3 separate regions of the Mus musculus genome follow, and all the other regions are linked to region 2. Evidence: chromatin contacts called from public Hi-C and Micro-C data. All regions are on one chromosome and are shown on one strand. Each heading gives the region's core, a stretch centred on a gene start, on an enhancer-like site or on the middle of the called end of the contact. The rest is flanking DNA. Distances are from core to core; before and after follow the strand shown. Region 1 overlaps Gm41027 (a long non-coding RNA gene). Region 2 holds the start of Ankrd31 (ankyrin repeat domain 31). Region 3 holds the start of Polk (polymerase (DNA directed), kappa).

Region 1 (2,700 bases), core at 187-2,686, 230 kb after region 2:
TATATCAGAGTTCCCTAGAATATGTAATATATACATGCACACTCATGTGCACACACATACACACACAGAGAGAGAGAGAGAGAGAGAGAGAGAGAGAGAGAGAGAGAGAGAGAGAGAGAGATGCACTGCATTGCCTGTAATGCCCACTTGGGAAGCTGAAGCCAGCGGATTACTTAGACAACATAGGGAACTCCAGGCCAATCTGGTCTATACTATGAGACTCCGCCTTAAAAATGAAGGAAGAAAAACTGTTGTAAGTTCATTCTGACGTTGTATGAACATCACAGAGTATATGTATACAAGTCAGGTGGCACAGAAATGTCAGCATGTGATTGCCCTGGATACCATAGTTGTAACACATCAGCGAGAGAATCTGAGTGGCTAAACACATCTAAACAAAAACTACAGTAAAGCAGAGCCTGAGATTGGTGCGCCTGTCCTTCCTTTCCTCCCACTCTTTCCCTCTTGATTTTTTTCTCTTTCTCTCTTTTTTAGGCAAGCTATTGTTACATAGTCTGGGGTGGCCTAGAACTTACAATCCATCTGCTTCAGGCTCCCAAGTGTAGGATTTCAAACAATGTTTTAAATAAGTATAATTAAGTAACAATAAAGATATAGTATAGTAACGACATAAACCATTAACACAGCCATTTATTGTCGTGACTATCAAGTGTTACGTATGTTATTAAATACAGAACTGTGTGGTATACCATTAAGAGCTTGTTGAACAAGCTCTTGACCTGGGGACTCCTCGGCTCCTCCACGTGACCCTATTACCTATGTGAGTGCATTATGAAGGGGGAGGGGTGAGACTGAGATTATGAGGTTGGCTTCTGTGGCCATGACAGACAGTGTGCCAGTGCAAGATGGAGACCCAGGACAGCTGATTGGGAAGTGTCACTCTGAAGGCCAACAGGCTTGAGACCTAAGATGGCTGATGTTTCAGATCAAGTCTGCGCTGGCAACTTTTACACCAACTTGACACTAGATAGTCATTTGGGAAAAACGAATCTCAATTGAGAAAATGCTCCCACTAGATTGTCCAAACAGAAAGCTCCTGGTGCGTGTTTTTTTGTTTGTTTGGTTGGTTGGTTGGTTTGATTTAGTTTAGTTTAGTTTTGGTTTTGGTTTTTTGAGACAGGGTTTCTCTGTACAGCCCTGGCTGTCCTGGAACTCACTCTATAGACTAGGCTGGCTTTGAACTCAGAAATCCGCCTGCCTCTGCCTCCCAAGTGCTGGGATTAAAGGCGTGTGCCACCATCGCCCGGCTTCCTGGTGCATTTTTAAATTAGTGATTGATGTGAGTGGGGCCATCCCACAGGGGACATTGCACTACCTGTGCTTGATGGTAAGCCAGGAAGCAGCACTACCCCATGGTCTGGGCTTCAGTACCTCCCTCCAGGTCCCTGTCTTGAGTTTCTACTCTTACATGTTGGACTGTGATGTGGAAATGTAAACAAGTTAGTTTTGGTCATAGTGTTTCATCACAGCAATAGAAACCCTGACTAAGGCAAAGTCCAAAGGCAGTGAGCCAGTGATAGCCCATTTGAAAAGGAGCCAAGAAAGGGAAGGATTCCCTCCTAATTGGGGGAGAGCCAACCTTTTGCCCTATTCAGGACTACATGCAGTGGGTGAGGTCCACCCACATTAGGGAGGACAGTTGGCTTTACTTGGAGTTCTGAGTTAAACCCATTCAAAACCATGGTCCCAGAGACCTCAGAACAGGGACAGCACGATAACGGCAGGTAAAGAGGCACCTCTGACAATCTTGATGGTTTCGGTTTCATCCCTGGAATCCATGTGGTAGAAAGAGAAAACTACAGGTCTCTGGGCCTCTACACACACTGTGGTATGTGTGTTCCCACACAGACACACATACGTGTACACATACATGCACACAATAAATGAAATGTAATTTTAAAAAAATAAAGAGAACTCTGAACAGCAGCTGACCATATATCTCTTACCCTATGGCTGACGGGTGAAATCACTGTTTCCCAGTTTCTCCTCACCTGGCACTGCCTGGCCCTGGCAATGGTTTGAGATGGTCTCTCTAAACACAAGCTACAGAAAGGGATTTAATCTTACACAAATATCGATCCAAATGGGCTTGCCAGGAGGCACTAGCTGAATTCCTTCAGTCAAGGGTGAGTTTGATTGCCTTAGGGGTTAGGTAGTCATCCCGAGAACCCTGACACCTCCATCTTCAAAGATCTAAGAATTTACAGTTCTAGGAGAAAAAAGAAATGGAGTCTTTTGGAAATTAATTTTGGTAAACCTATTAAAGGGACCAAGTATTCAGACCAGACTCTTCCACTTAGAGTCACTAGGAAAATAGATTAAAAGGGGAGTGGGGGGGGGGAGCCGGGCGTGGTGGCGCATGCCTTTAATCCCAGCACTCGGGAGGCAGAGGCAGGTGGATTTCTGAGTTCGAGGCCAGCCTGGTCTACAAAGTGAGTTCCAGGACAGCCAGGGCTATACAGAGAAACCCTGTCTCGAAAAACAAAAAAAGTGGCATGGGGGGTGGGGGGGGGAGCCAGCAATCAGCAATGAACAAGTAGAAGTCTTTCGTGGACAGACCTTTCTTAGATGGTGTGAGCAATGACATCTGTCTGAAACCAAAGGAACACTGTGTGTAGCCAGACAAAGAACTGGCTTTTCAGTAACACTCCATTGTTACCAAGGCCTCGTGAGCGACCT
Region 2 (2,700 bases), core at 78-2,577:
CCCTTGACAAACCACTCACACACACACACACACACACACACACACACACACACACACACACACGTAAAAATTCCAGGAAAAGAAAGAAACCCAGTCTTGTCCCGAGTCTTTAAGCCCTCAGGTGGCACATGGACGCTCTCTGTGATGTGTGTCTTGAACACTTGTGAGGCTTTACGGACATCACTGATTGTGCTCACACAGACTAAGACTTCAGACATGACCAGGCAATCATAGTCATTATTGGCCGAATTGTCTTCATGGGTTGTACAACTATAGTTTGAATTAAAAACCTTCAAATAAAGCGTGGCCCTGGGAGTGCATGCAGGCTTTTAATCCCAACTACGCAGAAGACTGAGGCAGGGGCATGTCAAATTCGAAGCCAGCCTGGGCTACAACGTACATGGAGGCCAGCCTAGGGAACTCTGTGACACCTTGACTTAGAAAGTCAAAAGGATGCTGGAGACAGTGCTGAGTGGTAGACACTTGTCTAGTGGGCCCCAAGGTTCACTCTCCAGAACCACACAAAACGCTCAGGTAGGTTGCGAAAGACACTTCAGAGGGTGGCTGTGGTGGCAAAGCACTCACTAAGCCTGACAGCCCAAGTTTGATCCCTGTGAAGAGGGAGGGAGGGGGGAAGGGAGAGAGGGAGGGAAGAGAGTAGCAACATTTTTAAAAGCCATCAAATGAATTAAAAAACAAAAACAAAAACCTAGATCTTCACTGAGAAAATAATCATTTTTGAGTGTTGCTAGGCACCACTACTATTCTAACATTTGATAAAGGGGAAAAGCATCTCTACTTCTTTTCCTACGTAATCTGTGTTTCAGAGTAATTTATAGTTGTGAGAGAATTATACAAAATGTGTATCTACTGGATTAGGGAACCGGAAAACCTTTGATAAACATTTCTTTTAGGGGAACACTTAGAGAAGTATTATCTAAGGGATTAAAAAGTAAGAAGGCACTTGGTGGACTGTAAAACCCTGTGAGTCTAAGATTACATTCTGGCTTCAGAATCTTCTGAAGCTGCGGCCTCTGGGATGTGCAGGATGGTATAGATAATCCAATCAGAAGTTATTAGCAAACTGCTGCAAAGCAGCTTTGGAGGTCCGACCCCATTCTGGTAGATCAGAATCTCAGAGCAGACCAGATTCATAAGGCGGCCTTTCTGGCCTTTACACATCCTGGTCAGTAGTGCCGGTGGATGGGGCAGGGGGGGCCTCAGGAGCTGGGGGCGGGGCGTGGGGGACCAGGGGCGGGGTTTCCTCGTGTTAGGGGCGGGGCTCGGGCTCCTGGTCCTGGTGGGGCTCTGGGGTTGCGCGCGCAGCACTGTGGTGTGCGGCTGCGCTCTGGTGGGGCGCGAGAGCAGGCGTGACCAAGCTTCGACGACCATGCTGCCTATTGTGTGTGGATTTTGGCGTCTTCGGCGCCCAGAGACGCCTTCCCTTTGTTAGTTATTGTTGTTGTTGTTTAATTCTCATTTCCCTCCTTTCCACGTAGCGTCCTTTCACTTGCCGATAAGAGGGAAGTAGAGGAAGAGTAATAACCCTTGAGTGAGGGGCTGAAAATGGAGAACGGTGCCGAGGCCTCAGACTGTGACAGTGATGAAACGGTGATCGAAGGGTCGGTGACAGAGAACGAACCGGAAGACGAGGAGCTTCCCTGGAGAAGGTGACTGCCATTAGGGCTTGAGCACTGAACTCTAGCACCGCTGGCGGTCTAGGCTTCCTGTCTAGGTTTTTGAGTGGAAATGGCCGCCGCTGGCTGGACCGGGCTTGTGAGTGAGAGAGCGTTTGAGGACAGCTTTGCTGAGTATTTACATATAGCAATGGCTGTCAGGCCGAGCCCAGCTAGAGACCGTATGGTGATGGTGGTCGTTTTATGGCATTTAAAATCCCCGTACGTCTCAAAATGAGTCTAAGTACTTTGGCGATGGACAAGGACCGCTTTGCCCAAACTTAAGCTTTGACCTAGGAAGTGGTTCACAGGATTTCTTATAAGAACTATATTGGGGAAACAGGTTTGTATCAAACTGGAAAAGTGTTATAAGAAAGAATGGGGCTGGAGAGATAGCTCAGTGGGTAAGATCACTGGTCTTCCAGAGGACCGAGTTTAATTCCCAGCACCCACATGGCAGCTCACAGCTGTCTGTAACTCCAGTTCCAGGGGAACTGACACACACTATCACACAGACACACATTCAGGCAAAACACCAATGCACATTAAAAAATGATAAATGAAATATTTTTAAAGAGAAAAGGTATTTCAGCTTATCAGAGCTCTATTTGAATGTATTCAGTGTTAGACACAGGGATTTTTTTTTAAAAGGTTGAAATAGTGTACTTCAGTCTTCTATGTGGTATTCAGGGATGTGGGTTTGGGAACTCAGAGGGACCCTTACCTCACACAGTAATGGGTCCTTGTCAGAGTTTGCTTCTGAGTGGAAGCTTGAAGGTGATGTAGGAGTCAGCCATGTGAAGAAAGAGTGGTGTTCTTGGATAAGGAAGTGGAGGGGTATAGATGGAGAGGTGGAACCACATTGAGTTATGGATTTTGGGATGTATAAGCAGTTAAATCTTTCAGAATTGTGAAATAGACGTGGAGTGATGAAAGGGAACCGGGTTGCTTTCTTGTTTGGGTTTTTTGATTTAGGGTCTCTCTCTGTTGCCCTGGCTGTCATGGAACTCTGTTGACCAGGTTG
Region 3 (2,700 bases), core at 153-2,652, 210 kb before region 2:
GGTGAGTTCCTCAATATTTACAACCACTTTCTTTAAGAGCAGTGATTCTAAAACCTAGCACAAGAATCAGAAATTCTATTCATATCTGACTTAGTAAGCAAAGCAAACTATCTAAATGCATACTCTTGTAATTTACAAAGTGGTTTGCCCTCTTCTCTCTCTCTCTCTCTCTCTCTCTCTGTGTGTGTGTGTGTGTGTGTGTACATATATCTCCTTGGGCTATGTTTTAACACCCTGATAAGGTATTCTTAAAATCTTTATCTCTTAAGGTTTTATTCATTTGAATATCTTTCAGTTATGTTTGTCATGATTTTACGATGGAAAATCATTTGTATCTGACATACAGTAGACTTAGATTCTACTGCATTTAGTCTCCAGGAATGCTTCTACACAAGAACTTCTCAGGGCTACTTCCTGTCATGTGGAGTGTAGGACTCTTCGATTGCTCCCAGAGTTTTTGTTTGTTTTGTTTGTTTGTTTTTTCTTAGTCATTGTGCCTTAACACCCCACCCTACCCCCAAACACTCAAAATTTCTTACTTTTCCATCTGGGTAGCAGGTAGAAATTCTTTCTGCAGTTAAATAAGGAATTTCAAAGTTGGAAATGATCAGGAATTTGATAGCTACCTATTGCCTAATTCCTTATTATTTAGTAAAACTCGCATTTTGATCTTAATGATAGAAAGTTTCTATCCAAGTTATCCTGTCTTCCGGGGAGGAAAAAGATGGTTAACATGGGTCTCCGGGGAGATACTTGTTCACAACTAAGAGAAAACTTCAGGATATAATATGACCCTAATTTCCTTTTTAAGAAGTTCTTTAAACGTTATTTGTTCTCTGACAACCTCAACATTAATTGCACGAGATAAAAATTCTATAAATTAACAGTGAGAAAATAGTCTGAAGGAATTCTTCCTCCAACAGCAGTAAACGTCAAATATTAAGTCTACTTCCGAAGACATAGACAGTAGTCCTTCGGAATTAACAGTGACGGTTTTAGAGAGGAAGCAAATCTTCAGTTTGCGACTGGAGAGATCATAAACTCCTAACCTGAGTGAAGCGACGGAGTCCCTATCATTTTTGCCCAGGCAAGTTGCAAAGATGTTCCCGGGCTTTCCGGAAAGCAGCGTCGCACAGCCCACCATCCTCACCTGAGGGTTCTCACGTCCCGGCTCGCTGGCTCGTCACAAACACGCAAGGCAGAATCGGAAGCCAGGCTGGACGGAAAGGGGCACGCAACTCTCAAAAGAAGCCCACTTGCCTTCAGAAGGTTCCCCTAGGCAACCAGCCTTTAGGCGCGCCCAGGACACACACCAGTTGCCTAGGATTGCGACTACAACTCCCAGGAGGCTGCGCGGCGGACGGAGCGCCAGCCTTCCCAGAATGCAGCGCAGCGGCTTCCCTGTTCAGCTTTCTCCTCTCCCGGCTCCGCCTCCTTCCCTACCCGTCGTCACCCGGGAGGGCCGGAGGTAGGGAGCGTCGCGAGCCGCCGGGAGGGGCCCGGGGCGGGGTGGAGGGAGGATGGGAGGACGGAGGGGAGGGAGCTGAGAGAGGAGGGAGGGTAAATAGTGGACCCGGCAGGAAGATGGCGGCTGTAGCGGAGGTGTGAGTGAGTGGATCTGGGTCTCTGCCGTTGGCTTGGCTCTTCCCGTCTTCCTCCCCTCCTCCCTCCCTGACTGAGGTTGGCATCTAGGGGGCCGAGTTCAGGTGGCGGCGCCGGGCGCAGCGCAGGGGTCACGGCCACGGCGGCTGACGGCTGGAAGGGCAGGCTTTCTTCGCCGCTCGTCCTCCTTCCCCGGTCCGCTCGGTGTCAGGCGCGGCGGCGGCGGCGCGGCGGGCGCGCTTCGTCCCTCTTCCTGTTCCCTCACTCCCCGGAGCGGGCTCTCTTGGCGGTGCCATCCCCCGACCCTTCACCCCAGGGACTAGGCGCCTGCACTGGCGCAGCTCGCGGAGCGGGGGCCGGTCTCCTGCTCGGCTGTCGCGTCTCCATGTCGGATAACCAGAGCTGGAACTCGTCGGGCTCGGAGGAGGATCCGGAGACGGAGTCCGGGCCGCCTGTGGAGCGCTGCGGGGTCCTCAGCAAGGTGAGCTGCCCCGCGGGGACCGTGGATCCGCTGCCGGGACTCACCTGCCGCGAGGCGAGGGGGAGCCGCTCGGGACCTGGGGTGGGGCTGGACTGGAGGCACCGACTGTCCCGGGGCGGGGGCTGCGGAATGTGCTGGGGTGCGGGGCCGAAAGGTCGTCTTGGAATGAGTGCCTGGCCAGGGATGGGATAGGAGGTGCTTGGGACTGTCCTTACCGCTAGCCCCCCAATTCCTGGATCCTGTCAGCTTTGGCGGAGGACCTTGGAAAGCTTGTATTAAATCCGTGATCTAGTTCGGGAGGCAAGGTGCATCTGGTAACTTGGAACCCAAGGCCGCAGCTGTCTGGGGTGTAGGAATCTGGGTTGGGCAACCCGTGGTGTCTGAAGAAGTGCTGGGCAGGAGGGCGGTGAAATCGACCTTTCAGACTGTATTTTGGAGGCCCCTACCAGAATGGGGGCAGGTGCTGTTCGGCTCTTAATTGGTGTAACTTAGGCAAACCAGTTGACTGGGTTTGGCCTTGAAATCTGAGATAGTAAACTTTGAGGTGTGAGTGATCTTTGGTGTAGGAAGCGTGTGCGGCACTTTTGTACCTTACCCCCTCCTTGTCCAAGTTCAGA

The links. Hi-C and Micro-C count contacts between places; a contact is called where the count stands out from the background.
Region 1: a Hi-C map of liver shows a contact between it and region 2, with 5 times the contacts expected there. The contact joins the enhancer-like site here to the promoter of Ankrd31 in region 2. A contact is called at or near these places in 4 of 484 Hi-C or Micro-C datasets (embryonic fibroblasts and liver) and 2 of 115 datasets of contacts at active chromatin or transcription factors (hepatocytes and liver).
Region 3: a Micro-C map of embryonic stem cells shows a contact between it and region 2, with 3 times the contacts expected there. The contact joins the promoter of Polk here to the promoter of Ankrd31 in region 2. A contact is called at or near these places in 1 of 39 promoter capture datasets (hippocampal neurons), 1 of 484 Hi-C or Micro-C datasets (embryonic stem cells) and 2 of 115 datasets of contacts at active chromatin or transcription factors (bone marrow-derived macrophages and embryonic stem cells).

The regions. Positions count from the first base shown.
Region 1 is chr13:96,979,260-96,981,959 of GRCm38.p6, forward strand. All of the region lies in intron 1 of Gm41027 (a long non-coding RNA gene), which reads right to left. Among named protein-coding and RNA genes, the nearest start is that of Gm41027, 3.2 kb to the right of the region's middle. Within about 2 kb of position 1,437, at least 2 of the 459 cell types and tissues checked have an H3K27ac peak or open chromatin away from gene starts, as enhancers often do. A contact at or near this core is called in hepatocytes and liver, where this site is marked.
Region 2 is chr13:96,746,966-96,749,665 of GRCm38.p6, forward strand. It overlaps Ankrd31 (ankyrin repeat domain 31), which reads left to right and starts at 1,328. Exons shown (of 26, transcript NM_001370928.1): 1 at 1,328-1,402; 2 at 1,500-1,670. The coding sequence starts at 1,567.
Region 3 is chr13:96,541,177-96,543,876 of GRCm38.p6, forward strand. It overlaps Polk (polymerase (DNA directed), kappa), which reads right to left and starts at 1,403. Exons shown (of 15, transcript NM_012048.3): 1 at 1,151-1,403. Cert1 (ceramide transporter 1) reads left to right here and starts at 1,559. Exons shown (of 18, transcript NM_023420.2): 1 at 1,559-2,083. The coding sequence starts at 1,988.